2 separate regions of the Gossypium raimondii genome follow, and region 1 is linked to region 2. A link is a contact called in public Hi-C data. All regions are on one chromosome and are shown on one strand. Each heading gives the region's core, a stretch centred on a gene start, on an enhancer-like site or on the middle of the called end of the contact. The rest is flanking DNA. Distances are from core to core; before and after follow the strand shown.

Region 1 (3,364 bases), core at 843-3,342, 190 kb after region 2:
TTTTGATTCCTCTTTTTGCAGTTCATCAAACTTGAAAAAAGAACTAATTGGTTATAATACTTGGAATCAATAATCAGCAAAACATTTTTTGAAGTTTAGAATCAAAATATAAGTATTCATATTTATTTCTTCAAATTGATAATAATTATACAGGGGGTGGGGGCAAGTCCAACAAGAGCCAGAAACCTACACAATCATCAGAGTCCAAGTCCTCTTGGATAGCAAGGAAATGTAATCCTCCACATGCCTTCTTTGCTGCTTCCCAAGCTTCAGCTTCACTTGTAGTTGTCGGAGTTTTCTTATAGGTTGCATAAACGTAACGAGTAGATATTCCAACGGATAGGATCAAGCAACCGCGACTGGTATCAGCCTCTACTGAACACACTTCCAATCCATTCATCCAAGCTGCACCAACACATTTTCATTCAACCTTAAAATTTAATTTTCAAGAAAAACCCCATAATTGAATTGTGAAGCCAATAATTGAGAAACAAACTTCCAACAGCTATTTCTAATGGTAAAGGAGGAAATATTGAAAGAGATAGTAAACCTGCCTGCCAATGGTTTTGCACGTGAAGAAGCCACTGCAAGTCCTGGAATCAATGTATTCTCATCAACTTCAATTCCCAGCAAATCCAAATCTAAACCAGCACCAAACACGAACCTTTCATCCAACGACGAAATCTCCTCTCGAATAGCTACAATGGAACAAGAGAAGGGTGTGAAAAGAGAGCAGGGTACTACTAACATTTTAGCTTAGAAATGAAGACACTGTCATCTTCTTTGGCACAAATATTCATCCAACAGCTAAATAACAAGAAGAACAGTTCCAGGGCCTTGTAAATGCATTGTTTAACGCCATTAGATGTGAAAGATATACCTGAAAAAGGTAACTGGACAAATGCCCATTTTTCTCCAAATAAGTTCTTTGGAAGTTCCATTGGGAAAGGGTTATCTAATGCCAAAAGTGGCTTGGAACCTTTTTGAAAACCAGGATGGCGCATGTATATAGTCTCATAACGTTCTTCCAACCAAAGAAGCAGTGACAGACACTGAAAAAAGGACAAGAACCATTTAACATAAGTATACATTATCATGTTTGGAATTAGAAGCTAAAAACTGAAGTTTATAGGTTAAGTTTTGCAAATTCCAAAATCCTCTGCCACAAACATATTATCACATGGCTAATTCTTTCCACGTAATAATCACAAGATATTTTAGTTAATAAATTTAACCATTTTGCTGAAATTTCCAAATTCAATGAGTATATAGGGAATAATAAATCTGCGCATAATATATGAACTGATAGCAAAATTTGACTGGAAAACAAGCATCTATATCCACTTCTCTTGTACCCTTCATGAATCCTTTAAGAGAAAGATTCAGAACTCACCCGTTTACTCGGAACAGGCTTTATACCAAGCTCTTTACATGACTTTGTAATTATGGTTTGCATTTGTGACCTATAAATCCAAGAAGAACAGAAATCAATTAAGATAATTGAGTATGCTAACAATATAGTAAATATTTGCATATATGTTACAAGAAGATTGTAAAACTGACCTGAAGAAGCGGACTTTTTCTGGCAAAGGGACACCTAAATCCTCACTTATGGTTTCCATAGCATCTTTTAAAGTAACACTATTGATAACATTGTTGGGAAAGTACTTGGTATATTGAAGGGAAAGCGAACTGTCACACACTACCAGTTCCCATATCTTCTTGCCTCTAATATCTAGAATCGGCCTTGAGCAAAAATCCAGCTCCCACTCTGTAACACTCGAGGGATCGGTCTCTGAGTCAAGGTAGCTCAATTCTGAAGTTGGGTCGTCTTCTTCAGCGTCATCAAAAGCTTCTTCAGGCACTGACACTGAGCTTTCGGATATGGAATTTGGTTTAAAATGGTGGAGCTGTGGGTGGGTTTTAGATGGAAAAAGGAATGGTACGTTGTTGGGTTTTGTGGAAAAGTGGGATTTGGAGAAGGGTTTGTGGGATTGGAGAGATGGGGATTTGATTCGTGTGGAATTGAAGCTTAGAGTTGCCATGGAAAGGCAGTGTGAAGATGATGGCGGGTTTTCAGTTATAGTAGAACGTGAACCACACATATATCTGTTGGCAGAGATGGGCTGAGTTTTTGGATAGAGCATCCATTTCAACTTTGGGCCAAGAGCTTAGCCCGTTTAAAGGGTTAATTCACACAAGATATCCCCAAATTATTGCTAAAATTCTAAATTGATCCTGAACTTCAAAATGTTCTGATTGACTTTTAGAATATCATTATTGTATCAATCAAATCCTTCTATTAGCTTAACCATCATCTTAGAGGATAAAAGAAAGCTTGAATATAACATAGTGTATATTTAAAATACATTTTTTTTAAGGTGGATCGGTATTGAAACATAAATTTAGAGAACTAAAGTATAATTTTATCACGTATTTAATTTTTATTCCATCGTTTTAAAAAGAAAACATATAGTAACATTAAAATTTAAATCGACTATTCTTTTTTACTATTAAATCCAAATTATACATGGAATAGATTCTCACCTATTTAAAATTTCATCCACTTTAAAGTCATATTTGATCTACAAAATAACTTCCAAACTGTTATGCTTACAAAAGTATTATTCATACTTTAGTTTGAAGTTTTGAACCAATTTGAAATTTGAGCAATAGTTTAGGGACATTTGATGAAATTAACCCAATTCAAATAAAAAGTGAAAGAAAAAGAAAAGGCTTTAAATGGCCGCTGCTTCATTATGTGAGGATTGAACTGAGGAGATCTGGAAGTTTGGACACTTTATCTTTTTCCTCGGCTCCTCCTCCCTGCAGCGCCTTCCAGCAGCCGACTGTTAAACAACAAGCAAAACCCATATCTCCTGTGTAATGAATGTAAGCTTTTAGTCTTTCAACATCTTCATTTCTTTCATTTTGTTAAGCAGTTAGTACTATCGTGTGTGTCGTCGTGTGCGTTCTTCAACTGTTCGATTAAATGTCTCTTAGAACCCCTGTCTTCTAAAGTTACATATGTTTCCTTACACATCAATTGTTTCATTTATAAGCAATACATGCATATATATGCTAGTTCGTCTATTTTTCTTAGTTTGGAGTTATTTTAACAAAAAAGGAAATGGAAATTTAAGATAGTTTTTGTCATTAAGTGCGCAGTAGCAAAAGTTTATAGCTATTGCTGGTATAATTTGAATGTATGATCTAGCTTCCTTTAATGGATAGGTACCTAGAGGAGCAGCCTTTGTCTGGTTAAAAGGATGGTGAAGTTTTCAGCTTATTCTTTGATGATATCGTCATTTACACCTTTTCATTCTATTATCCTGAAAACCCCCCGCAGATTTTCTAGAAATAT
Region 2 (3,612 bases), core at 816-3,315:
CTAAATTATTGATTTTTTAAGAATTAGGACTAAATTAATAAAATGTATAAATATTGAACGAAAATTTTTGTTATTAGGCCAATAAAAAATACCACTTCAAGCTTCTGTTATTAACTTAACGGCATGGTGACTAAAAAATCTAATTTCAAAAACTTTAGTAACTAAATCAAAAAAAATTATAGTTGCATAACCAAAACAAAATACCCTAATAGGCGAGTGACATTCATAGAGTTTACAACAACCATGTCATCTAGCTATTTCAGACTTAATGACACAGTGACTAAAAAAACAAATTTGAATAGAATGGTGATTAAATTGAAAAATTTCATAATCTAATGACCAAAATAGAAACATGCAAAAAGTTCAGTGACTAATTAAGTAGTTTACCCAAAATTAAATGATGTTTTGGTTTAAATGGTCAAGTTAAATATTTGTTAATTTGTTATCCTTGATGTCACAAATTCAAATATTACTATAATTGATTTTTTATTGATTTATAATATATAAAAAGTTAATTTTATATTTGACTTATAAAGCGGTATTCTAATAATTTACTAACTAAGTTGGTGTTCAATTGATTTGTGGTGCTAACTGGGCTTAATATAGACCAAACAATGTTTTTAAACTGGACCAATTAAAAAATTTTAAAATTTTAAAATTTTAAAAAATCAATTCAACCATCAATTCAATCAGTTTTAGCCGGTTCAACCATCGATTCAACCTATCTTTTATCCGGTTCAATCGGTTTGTACTGATTCTTGGTCTAACTGATTCAAAGACACTCTTTGTACTGGCACCTCGACTGGTTCCTAGTCCAATCGATTCAACCAACTAATCTGCTCTAGTTCAAACAACATTGAAACCAGTTTTACAGCATACCCACATTATGGATGGAAAAAAAACCTTAGTAGAATATATATATATATATATATATATATATATATATATATAAAATCTTAGGTTTATTGGTAAAATAAGCCCTCAAACATTTTTGAAAAAAAAATCAATTAAGCCCCTTCCAACTTTTTGCACTTAATTGAGTCATTGAACTAGCAAAACTAGCCAAATCAACACTTTGACTAGCGCTGAGCGATAGTTTTTGGCAACATTGATGTAGCCATTAATAGATGCCATGTTAACAATGTTATGTTGACATGATGTTGCCACATCACCGTTAAGTGATGGCGTGACAATACCATATCATCATCGGGTGCTAACGTGACAATGCCTGACATTGCCTAGTGCTAACCTAACATTGCCATGTCAACAAAATACGAAATTTAAAAAATTAAAAATACTTTAAAATTATTTTTAAGATAAATACACAATGAATTTGGACACCTATTTGTTTAGATTCATTCTAGAATTATAAAATACATAAAAAATTATAAAAATTAAAAATCATTTATCTTTATTAGAAATTAATTAAAATTATGAAATTTTATAAAATTTAACAAAAACAATTTACTTTTTATATTTTAATATAAAACGAAAATCAACTACTTATATCATAAAATCAAGATTAACAAAATTTTTGTTATATTTTTGCCTCTCATTTTCAATTTATGCAAGTTATATTAGTCAAATAATTTAATAAAATGAGAAAATTATTTTTTTATAAAATTTTATAAAAGAAACTTTTTATAAAATGTTATGGTTTTTATTTAATTTCTAATCATTTTATAAATAATTTTTTCTAATTTTATGGGTTTTTAAATTATTTTATTTATAAAATTTACTTTGTTTAATTAATTTCTTATAATTATTAATTTTTTTATGTATTATATAATTCTAGAATCTATCTAAACATATGGATGTCCAAATTCAAATGAGTAGGGACAATCATTTTCAAATTCATTATATACACATCTTAAAAGTATTTTTAAAATATATTTATTTATTTTTGCTGACCTGGTACTTGACAATGACATGGCATATCAATAAACGGTGCTAATGTGGCGTTTGTTAACTTCAGTTAAAGAGAACTAATTCATAGCTTAATTGAGTATAAAAAGATGAGAGAAGGTTAACCAAATTTTTCGAAAAAGTTTGAATAAGTTGAAATTCCATCACATGATTGAAGAATCATATAGAAACAAATACCAGCAATAAAGATAACGAGGACCGCCACAATAAGTGTTAAACAGGCGGCACGTACAAACATGACGCTCGTGTCAGTCTTGACTGTTTACTCTTGGGGATTCTGTTTTTCGTTTGCTTCACTTGAACAAGTTACGCGCGGTATAAACAAGGGTGAAAATGATGATAATGAAGATTAAGCCTTGTTATTTTGGAAGCAATTGCATATGGCAGTTGCAATTATCAGAATTCTGAACAATTCCCCCACAATGAAATTCATCATTGGTGATGTATTAATTATCATCTTCATCTTGTTTATAACGCGACTGCCGCAATCCTTTTCAACAACGGAAGCAATTCAGCCATCACTCACTCGGTTAGATTCCAAACGCTCGTCTCCATCTGTTCAAGAATCGGCTGCTAAAGCCGTTTTGGGAAGATTGCTCCCTACCCATTTGCTCAGTTTCCACTTTAAGATTGTCTCCAAGGTATTTCCTTTGAATCTAATTTCAATTGGGTTTGGTTTGCTAGTTCCTGTTACTGCCAGTCGTTGCAAGGAAGAATTAGTTATTGGCTCCTTAAAAGGAAATTAGCATAATTGCAATTTGACGTGTTGCTGCTGCTGTTGTTACTATCTTTGACTTTTAGTGTTTTCTGTTCCGAGTATCAGGATGTTTGTGGCGGACAAGGTTGCTTTTTGATAGAAAATTACGATGGCCCTACTGAAAATGGACCCGAGATACTGTATGTGCAAATCAGTTTTGTAATTGTTGAGTGTGAGGATGGATGTCTTTTTATGCTTGGTTGTGTTGTTCTGAACTTCTAGGATTTTAATTAATTTGACTAGTGATCATATCCTACAACATGTAGGTAATGTCATTCCTCATTAAAAAGATGACACTATGGTTTTCGCCCTCTTTTTTGCTTCATTTTAAGTAAGACAGTTTAAAATGCTTTAACTGTTTTGGCATTTTTTATGCTGCTCTTTTTCAACTCCAGAATTAAAGGTACCACAGCAGTTGAAATTGCCTCTGGCCTCCACTGGTATATTAAATATTTCTGTGGTGCTCATGTATCTTGGGACAAGACTGGTGGTGTGCAGTTAGCCTCTGTTCCCAAGCCAGGGTCATTGCCCCTTGTAAAAGACGGCGGTGTGTTGATTCAACGGCCAGTGCCATGGAACTATTACCAAAATGTTGTTACTTCTAGTTGTAAGTATATGAATCTTTGTTCCTGCCTTCACTCCTTCCAATCATCATGATCATTGTATGTTTGCTTAACATCAAAGAAGGAAGAATAAGGTTATATAGATTTAGGGTGTTTTATAGCTGGAATGTAGTTCTAGTGTATTTTAGGGTACTTAAATGTCTTATATAATTAACTAACAAGTGATTTGACAGTGAGAACAAGATGATAACAACAGATATATAGCTTTAGACAATTCATGATGTTGGTCAAATATAATACTCACTGCAATATCAAATCCTTCCTTGCAGATTCATATGTCTGGTGGGATTGGGAAAGATGGGAGAA

The links. A called contact is a pair of places that touch in the nucleus more often than the background predicts.
Region 1: a Hi-C map of leaf shows a contact between it and region 2, with 3 times the contacts expected there. The contact joins the promoter of LOC105791764 here to the promoter of LOC105791755 in region 2. A contact is called at or near these places in 2 of 2 Hi-C or Micro-C datasets (both in leaf).

What each region holds. Positions count from the first base shown.
Region 1 is chr8:47,492,682-47,496,045 of ASM2569854v1, forward strand. It overlaps LOC105791764 (protein TAB2 homolog, chloroplastic), which reads right to left and starts at 2,093. Exons shown (of 5, transcript XM_012619978.2): 1 at 1,564-2,093; 2 at 1,394-1,463; 3 at 881-1,052; 4 at 555-698; 5 at 32-405. The coding sequence starts at 2,045. The coding sequence ends at 146. LOC105791765 (hypothetical protein) reads left to right here and starts at 2,762. Exons shown (of 14, transcript XM_012619983.2): 1 at 2,762-2,892; 2 at 3,235-3,272; 3 at 3,350-3,364.
Region 2 is chr8:47,299,469-47,303,080 of ASM2569854v1, forward strand. It overlaps LOC105791755 (alpha-N-acetylglucosaminidase), which reads left to right and starts at 2,066. Exons shown (of 19, transcript XM_012619969.2): 1 at 2,066-2,567; 2 at 2,750-2,823; 3 at 3,079-3,290; 4 at 3,576-3,612. The coding sequence starts at 2,307.